2 separate regions of the Gasterosteus aculeatus genome follow, and region 1 is linked to region 2. A link is a contact called in public Hi-C data. All regions are on one chromosome and are shown on one strand. Each heading gives the region's core, a stretch centred on a gene start, on an enhancer-like site or on the middle of the called end of the contact. The rest is flanking DNA. Distances are from core to core; before and after follow the strand shown. Region 1 overlaps foxp4 (forkhead box P4). Region 2 holds the start of foxp4 (forkhead box P4).

The links. Hi-C and Micro-C count contacts between places; a contact is called where the count stands out from the background.
Region 1: a contact with region 2 is called in a Hi-C map of skeletal muscle, with 2.7 times the contacts expected there. The contact joins the enhancer-like site here to the promoter of foxp4 in region 2. A contact is called at or near these places in 4 of 6 Hi-C or Micro-C datasets (liver, skeletal muscle, tail fin and 1 more).

Annotation. Positions count from the first base shown.
Region 1 is chr17:12,123,102-12,128,205 of fGasAcu3.hap1.1, reverse strand. foxp4 (forkhead box P4) reads right to left here. Exons shown (of 18, transcript XM_040203460.2): 6 at 3,989-4,124; 7 at 1,227-1,428; 8 at 679-777. All of the region lies in intron 1 of LOC144388944 (a long non-coding RNA gene), which reads left to right. Among protein-coding and RNA genes, the nearest start is that of LOC144388944, 4.6 kb to the left of the region's middle. Within about 2 kb of position 2,830, at least 1 of the 9 cell types and tissues checked has open chromatin away from gene starts, as enhancers often do.
Region 2 is chr17:12,057,093-12,061,569 of fGasAcu3.hap1.1, reverse strand. foxp4 (forkhead box P4) reads right to left here and starts at 1,584. Exons shown (of 18, transcript XM_040203460.2): 1 at 896-1,584.

The DNA of each region.
Region 1 (5,104 bases), core at 1,581-4,080, 65 kb before region 2:
TGACCGTACATGCATGTGTGTTTGTGAGTCTGTGTGTGTGTGTGTGTGTGTGTGTGTGTGTGGCAGGTCCAGTAGCAGATGTGGTTCAGACCTGGAACTTCGCCGGCGACTGCTGTCTCCCCATATATTTAAATGGCTGTGTGTGTGTGTGTGTGTGTGTGTGTGTGTGCACGTGCGTGTGGGGACTGGGATGAGGATTCTCTCAAATCAACATCAGAAGGTTGTCTAACAAAAAACATTTGTCTCGCAGATGGAAACATGTCTCTCTCTTTGCCGATTTTGTCTCTTCCTGATCATATGTGTTGGCTGAGGTTGGAGTGTGTGTGTGTGTGTGCTGGCTGTGGTTGAGTCAACTCAGAAGCAGCTCAGACAACAGACATGAGAAACTGCTGGAAACCACATTCTCCTCCACATCAAATACGCGTTAGCTTAGCGGGCTAACACACTAATGCGACCCTATTTGTGTCTACTAAAGCCAACTCTGAAGCTGTAGTATGATAGTATGACATTATTTTAAGCAGGTAATATAAGCTCTGTTGATTGATACTTGCACACCCACATCAACCCCCTCCAAAATGAGGTCACTGAATCAGAGCCAGTGATACTGAAGACCTCCCTCCAGTAGTGTGTCTTTCTGTCATTGTCTTGTCCACTCGTGTGTGTGTGTATGCTACTCACTGACTGCTGGGGGGTTGCCCGCCTTTGGGGTAAAAGGGGACATGGTCATCTCCGCTGTCTGACTTGGTGAAGCTGGATATCCACTCAAACAGTCTGGCTCTTAAAGACAAAGAAAAGACCATGAGCAGTCAACAGAGCCACGGGACACCAGAGCTCTCATATGTGTGGTACATAAACCAGCATCTCCAAAATGTCAACATGTTAACAAGGAATTTATGTCTTCACAACGAACAAATAATTCCCACATGGCCAGCATTCAGCATCCTCTTCTCTATACTACACTTGCATGTGGTTGACAGCATAGTGTCCGAACATACTGAACCCAAAACACCTCCTATCAAATGAACAGAGGGGTATTTACACCAGTGTGATGTGTGATATGCTGCATGTGCATGTCTTGTGTTTACGTGCTTAGGTATGGAGGAACAGCTAAAAGCTAAAAGTGAAATGCCAGAAAATAACGTGGCGAGAGTGTGAGAAAGACTGCAGGTCACACAGGACAGTTTGTTGATGTCTGTAGTATTTTGACATACTGCCCGTAAGTGTACCTGTCTCTCTTTGGGGTGTGGCTCTGTCCGTTGACCAGGCTGTGCAGTGGGATGTGAGCACTGGCAGCTTTGGCAAAGGCTGAGGTAGAATTGGAGCTGTTGGTGCTCAAGTCCAGGCCCTCGGCCTGTTTCAGGGCATCTTCACTGCTCTGCACCCCCGACACCTCCTTCCACAGCTGTTGGAGGTCTGACGGACACATCGCTGCAGAGAAGGAATGCAAAGTTAACTTGGCGACCTTGTTTAGTTACTCAATTTCAAATGCTCTGCGCAAATTCTATATAAATAAATAAGGAATGAATACCTACCCACAGACAGAGAGAGCTACGACTGAATATTATTAACACACACGCAACTATAATAGTCCTCTGGTATGAGTGGAAAATAGGAAATTTCTTTTTGTTGTTTTTGTTTTATTTCCAGATATTAAACATTTCTCAACTATTTCTTAATCTATGTTGGCAATTGCTACTGTCTACCACTACCACAGCTACTTTCACTACCACTATTTGTCTCAACAGGGTGGGTGCACACTTTGAGTTTGTTCTAGTTGCAGCTTTGTTATTTCTGCTCCAATTTCACAGTGAAAGAGACGCCTAAAAGCCTACTCCAATGGATCTTACCGTGCACGTATGCACGCACCCACACACTCTGCACATACACACACACACACACACACACATGCAGACCTCGCAGCAATCCAAATATTATGTCTGCTTTGTCTGCATTCTTCTGTGATCCAGCCAAAACAAAAGTTCTCACTCTGGAGGAATGAGTCATTGTGTGTGTGTAGTATTATCCAAGAAACCTGAGCAATCTGTGGACACGCCTAGGGGGTCTAAAGTATTAATTACTAAATTACTAAAGTAGTCATCAAAATTACAAGAAAACCTTTTGGATTCCGGTAAGTGAGCGGTTTATTAAGAGTGCAAAGCAAGAAAAACTCAAATTAAACAATAAAATCCTGACTTTGTGCGCATATTTGGGAATGTATGCATTCACAATTTCCACCAGCGTTAGTGTTAATAAATACAAAGCATTATTCCTGGAGGAGAGTGCTTTTGCTAATTCTTTAACGTTCAGAGCCACATCTGGGCGCTAGGGTTGTATTTCTTCCATATTGATGTTTGTAGACATGAGACATGCTAGGAAGTACACTTAAGTTACTAAGAAGTTAGGATCCAACAGGATGATGTCAAATGTAATGGATTTTTTTTATGAGAGTGAAGAACTGAAGTACTGAGACACACTCTAAACCACTCTCTGATTGGTCTGTGCTTAGAAAAAAGAAGGGGTTTTGGATCTCAAACAAAGTGTTTTAGTTTTTTTGTCTTTGACTCAGTATGTTGACAGTCATGAGATTCTACTAAGGGCCTCCATTTTACCGCTATTTATTAACAGAAATAAATATAACAGCAGGACCCCTCCCCTCAGGGTAACCCCCCACCAGCTACCCACCGGACACAACGGCCCTTTGAGGCGGGGCAATAACGTGTACATTTGTGTGCATAGGTGCAAGTGTTTATGCATGTGTGTTTGTGTGTTTGTGTGGCATGGCTGGTCAGAGGAATGCTCTGGCTCACGCCTGGCTGAGCCGTCACAATGGACCGGCTCTTTCACACTGCAGGGAAATTCCACTCTGATATGGAGGGAAAGAGAGAGAGAGAGAGAAAAAGAAGGAGATGCCAAAAGCAAATGTTTGCAACTGTCCAAAAAACAAACACCTTTTTATGCAAGACTTTGGCCTCCCTCTTTTCATTTGTATCCACTCTGTGGAGTACTCTGTACTCTCTGTGATTTGGTAATTCCACTTAGCCTCCAGTGGACACACACACACACACCTTTCCCCTAACACATAAACATACCGATGCAAACATCACACTTAAGTTTTAATGCATCAGGCAATCAGGCTTATAGAAAATGAACTTTCTGAAAAATGTGTTGTATTTTTTACAGATTGAGACAACAGAGTGACTATTAGAGCGTCAACTTGTGTGTGACTGCAGATGACTGAGCATGAGAGACAGAGAGAGAGAGAGAGAGAGAGAGAGAGAGAGAGAGAGAGATCAGACCGATGGGGGGAAGGTAACTCTGTTTGGTCGGCTCAGTCAGCTTTAGCAATGTTACGGCCACTTTTAAAGCTCCCAAAGTATCCTCTATATGTATATGTGTGTGTGTGTGTGTGTGTGTGTGTGTGTGTGTGTGTGTGTGTGTGTGTGTGTGTGTGTTAATTTGACATTACTGCGCAGAGAAAAAAGTGGACCAAGATACACTTATATATATACACACATAAATTCATTAAGGACGGGCCAGCCAACAGTCAACGTTGATCGTTTTAAAATCATGCTGACAAAATGAGGGGACTGGGAGAGAAGGTACATACAGCCACAAAAATGCCCAGTGGACAAAGCAACAGCAAAACGACGATGTTCTTGTGTCTGGCTAATCTCAAGTACACGTACACTCAAGCTTACACACACTTAGGCAAACACGTGAACATACCTCCGAGCAGGGGGCTTACTGGCATATTTTACTTATTATCCAAATGACTACCTTCCACAAGCCCACCAATCAAGTTTCCCTTTATCTTTTTTCTTGGCTGATTAACTTAACAGGCTTCACATGCAGCTTTGGGTACATGCCTGTATTTGTGTGTGTGTGTGTGTGTGTGTGTTTGCTATCAGCTAAGACCATGTGTGATTGAGTTTTGTTTCATTACAGTTGTGTACTGTGTATAAATGTGTGTGTGAGCATGCGTACGTACCTTGCTGCAGAGACTGCATGGCAGCGGTGGGCTGCAGTGGGACCAGGCCTTGTCTCTGGAGGTTGAGGATGTGCTGCTGCTGAAGCTGCTGCATCTGGATGAGCTGCTGCTGGAAGGCCAACTGCTTACTGCCTAACTGCTGGGGATCAAAGACAGCGGTTAAGAAAGGTTTTCATATACCACTTGCTTTGTAATATCTTCAACCAGATTTGTATCCCTCCTCCTACTGAAATATTTCTATCAATTCTAAAAAACACCTAAATTGTGTAATATTTCTAAAGCACCTACTGATCCTTGTTCAGCTAGCAACCAACTAAGGTATTTGTACAAAATTTGTATTAGTAAGCCCTCTGCTGATTTTGGAACAAAAACCATGAAAGAATACCTGCAGATATCTGCTTCTACCCATTAAAAACTGACTAGGATAGAATTTTGTGAAAGTGTCACATTTGTTAATTGCAGCTTTGAACTAAATACCAGATTTAGACAGCTGCCCTTGATATGGAATTTTCTCTTTTACATCTAAAAGGAAGCCTTTCCCTGTTCTGTTATTATGATCCCAATTGCTCTGCTTGTCCCATTACATCATTCAGTCTCAAAAAATTCAAGTATAGAGTCAACTAACACCATATAAAATAAGTAAAAGTCCTGTATTAAAAGGAAGAAAAGCCCAGAGCCGAGCCGTGAGGACCCTGAGGATGAAGAGAAGGAGGGAGGTTGAAGGGAGAGTGGGAGAGAGAACAAGGCACGTGGCGATAATGTCGGTGTGTGTTACAGTGATAAATGTCCCCTTTCCTGGCCTCCCAGTCTGGGGCAAATCTGGCCTGTGCTGCACTGTTTGAAGTCCCACCCGACCAACCCCCAAGAGAGATGGACTTTATCTCTAAAAGATAACTAGTGGAGAGGAAAAATAAATAAATACAACGTGAGGAACTGCTCATTGTGTGTGCGTGTGTGTGCGAGTGAGAGAGAGAGTGGCAGCCTGGAACTCTTTGAACAGAGGGGATCTCACAGGAAGGGCAAATGGGTCACTTCCTTTCAGACTTAGTGCCAGGGGAGAAGAATTGTGATGGCAGTGTGTTTGTGTGTGAGAGTTAGAGAGAGTAGTGTCCGTTG
Region 2 (4,477 bases), core at 335-2,834:
GTCAAAACGCTTTGAAAGGAAAGTATTGTCCCCCTGACCCTTTGGCCAAGTCTCAAAGAAAGACCTTTTTCTCTCTCTCCCTCTCTGAAAACATGATCTTCAGTGAGGGGATAAACTAAACTAAAACTAAATCAATTAAGAATTAAAACAGTGGTGACCGGCAGGGAGCTAAACAGGTACAACGCGATGACAAAGCATTCCGACGCGAGTCACCAAATTGTCACCACATTAATCGACGTGTGTTTATTATTGAATCCCTGTTACTTACGGGCACGCAGAGTTAAGCTCGTCAAATCCCCTCCCGACATCTTAGTCTGAACCTATGAGACTAACTTTTGGTTGGCTCGTGAGCAATAACTTCGGACAATAAAAAAAAAAAAAATCATTTTAAAAACACCGGGTCTCTCAGTCCACGATGACTATGACATGATATTTATGAGTTCACAGAAATGAAAACAAACGTCGATTTAAATAAGCGTGTGTTTCTCCCTGTGGTGCACGTACGACTAACACGTGTGAAGCGAATAAATAGAAGAAACTTAAACCACCGCTTTCTCGCTCTTGTAGAAACTGAAAGGATGAAAGCTTCAAATAGCATTTTAATACGTGGCTAATAAGTTAATCCTGAGAAAAGAAACTAGTTCAAATGACACATGGACGGAGGGGAAGTCTGAACGAGGAAAAAACTCCCGAGTGTGCCAATGTGTTTTAAAATACCCTATTTGTATTATTAGCCTCGCGCGGAGGAGTTTCACAAACAATGTGCGATGGGAAAGTTTAACTTTTGTGGACTAACGTGGTTATCAGAGTTTCAATAGAAGCAGCGAGGCGAGGAAAGAGTGAGGAAGGCGAAAAAAAAGAAAAGGGGAAAGTAAATTGTAGATAATGCATCAACCTGTTCTCTGGTTTTCTGAAGAAGTCAACTTTCACGCCAGTGGTCGGACCATGTGGACAGCCCCGCTTCGGCTCCTCAAACCCCCGGCGCGTCCACTCTCTCTCTCACGGCGACAAAGGGGCTCACAAACCGACGGGACGAAAAAAAAAATGTAAAAAAAAAAAGGAGAAAAAATGGAAAGAAACAGAGAGGGGAGAGAGGTAGAGACAGAGAAATCTAGGATCTAAGACCGCAGGACCATCACTTTAAACGACAAAGCGTGCTCGTTAGTCCTTTCCTTTTCCCTTTTGTGTGCGTCCTCTCTCCTCGGAGTGGCCCCTCTGGAGTGAAGTCGGAACAATACTGCCGCTAAAAACTCTGGCACTGTGCGCAAGTTGCCGCGGAGAAAGCGCGCAGCTTCTCGTCTTGTTTTGTTGCGTCTGCCTTCCTCTCGCTATCTCTTCAAGAGGCTCATTCAGCGCGAACAACCCCTCCGCTGCTCCTCACTTTTTTTGGCATCCCGTCTGTTGCTTGCTCGTTTGCTGGAAATCGGGGTTTGAATCACTAGGGCTGCGCGAGCGTGTGAGTGTGTCTGTGTGTGTGTGTTGCGAGGGGGGACAGTTTGCTGCGCTACCGTAATGCCTCTAAAGCAGGTGCGCGTTTGTATCGTTCCTCGTAAAGCCCTGGCGCACAAAAGGAAAACAGCAGCCGGTGAGAGGTAGAGGCTCTCTCAGTGACCCCCCCCCCCCTTTCTCTCCCTCTCTCGCTCTCCGAGTGTGTGTGCGTGCGTGTGGGGAAGGCACTGATCTTTTGACCTCTCTTTGCATCCCGGCTGAGTTGTGCTATTGTGGAAGCAGAGAAGAACAGATGTTACTCTACATACAATTTGGATCTCAGAAACCCGTCAACAAAGCGCCATCATCCAAAGCAAACTAGCGACCAGGAAGCACTTTGATTTGTTTCTTCACCTTTTTGTTGTAATGTTACTTTTGATATTTTTTTAATTAACATATTTTTTCCCATATATATTTCTGTTGTTTCTCTCGACAGACGATAATACCTTTAGTATTTTTCCACACTTTGTTGAAGTCTTCATGCCAAAAGATCGAAGTCAACCTAAGAAATGCTGTATTATATGAATAAAATGTAAAATCAGTGTGTGTGTGGATTCACCCTTGTTTTTTTCCACTTACCATGCAAATAGACAGTTATATTGTGATGTTTACTGCCTGCCTATCTCTGTAAGTCCGTTATCTATTTTGGAAGCCTGACAACTCCTTTTGCAGAGTTATTACCACCTTTTCCTCCCTTACCGCCACATTCATTTACTAATTGACAGCATAATCAGTGTTGAGATTACTGTCTCTGAAGAAATTTGGAAATTACATCATACCTGTCGCTGCAAGTCATGAAAAAAAAAGAGTGTCATAACTCATGAAAAGATCTTGGAATAATTTTGCGTTTGCCATTAAATGCTATTCTATACCCTCCTGGCTTCTCTTGGAGCTTATAAACATTGGAAAATGAAGGCAGTCCATCACAGTACGACCCAACAATGGGCCACGACTGCAGTAAATCACAACACATTCATTGGCGCGATCAATACCATTAAAACATGTGTCTGTGTGTGTAAGTGTGCAAATGTTGTGGGTGTGTATTTGTCTGTGCGAGTGTTTATCATATACTGTACATATATATATATATATATATATATATATATATATATATATATATATATATATATATATATATATATATATATATATATATATATATATATATATATACATATATTTATATACATATACATATATATATACATATATAATAACATTTATTTTTACAGTACAGTACAGTACAAAAAATTTCCCCGGAACACTTTGTAATATCTCCAATAAATCTCCAAATGACGGGTGTTAATTTCAGCACATGGATGGTGATAAGTGATACTTTTTTAAGTGGCTGTTTTCATGAAATTGCACTTTAAAGTTTGATTGAAAAAATATTATTACATTTTTTATTATTAAAATAAACTTTATAACTGCACCCATAGTGTGTATATGGCTACTTACAATAGTGACATACAACCTGAATCCAAAAACAGAATGTAGAAAAGCACAGTAGAGAACAAAGAGACTGAATTCTCCTTGTGCTTGTTGTTTTGTAACTGTTGAGATTTTTAGTAAAGATATCAATCACCCCCGCCTGTTTGCAGAATGCTGATTTTCTAGTTGTTGTTTCGCTGTTTTGGCTCGTGGGTGCATCAAATTAAACGGTGAACAGGAAACTCAAAAGGACTCTGTGTTCTGCACAGCCTGAATAAATTCGAGGCGAGCCAGGCTGGGATGAGGCGGTCCAAGTTAGTAACCCGATCAAAATAGGAGCTGGCTTGGACATCTTAAGTCAACACCTTCATTCTTGTGCTTGCTGAAAAGAGAAAAACGCTGCTTGGCCCTCTCACCCATCTCCTATTCCCATTTAGGAACCTTCCTCTCCCTGTTAATCAGGGGGAATAATTATCAAAGTGGACAGGTAATTAAATTAAAACATAAGTGGCTACATGAACTGGGTTGGCTGTACTACAAGGTTTTCCATGGCTTAATTAAAGAGAAATATGGGGGAGCTCACCCACAGTGTCAGAGCTCCAGCCTCTAACTTTGAATGACTCAATCTGGCCCTTCAAACGCAGGATTTGAGACTAATTCTGGCCTGTTTGTATATGTGGAGGGGAATTCTGAACGAATCAGCACTGGAGGCCATGTTGTTTGTTTGCGTATGAGAGCAAAAGCACATGTGTGGCGCAGAATGCGCGGTAGATGCATTACAAGACTGCAAGCTTCAGCAGACATCTGGGAAAAATGTCGGGAAATAAAATAAAACTTACTGCTGTTGATGTTTACAAACAAACCCTCATAAAATCACCACAATGCCTTTAGAGTCACACCCAGAAAGAAGTCTCAAACACACACACATACACACACACACATACAAATAAACAGACCCAGAGCGTGAAAACAGCAGAGAGACCAAATTATCCAAACATTCACAGACACACTCGCACCCGCATGTATGTGCCCATATGGGTGTGCTTGTTTACAAATAATGACAAAGTAGGGAGGCTACACGCACACACTCGCATGAACAAACACACAAACAAACCACTCTGCGGTTATGCAAAGACAACAGAAGACTGAGACTGAATAACACCACTGCTGCAGTATATCAAGCCTGGGTATATGACAATATTAAATGACTTCTTCTCTTTATCTCTTGTCATTAAGTACCTTTGAGTAATACTCTTAGCAAGTCTCCAAATCCCCATGGTGAAGAGCTAAAGCATCACACTGTTAAAAAAACAAATAGTCACAATGACAAAAAACACTGACTTCCTTCACTTAAGAGAAGAAATCAATGCCTTAATGGATGAAAAGTTAACCATCAAATCAAAATATATAGTGACGGATTTAACTATAATGCACATCAACTCATTCTAACTTTCTTAGTTGTCAGTTTCTGTATTGAAACAGTTGTGGAAACACTTGGAGGTGGAATAAATGCAAGGATGCATCAGAGTGGCTGGAGGGAAGGAAGGGAACTGTTGTC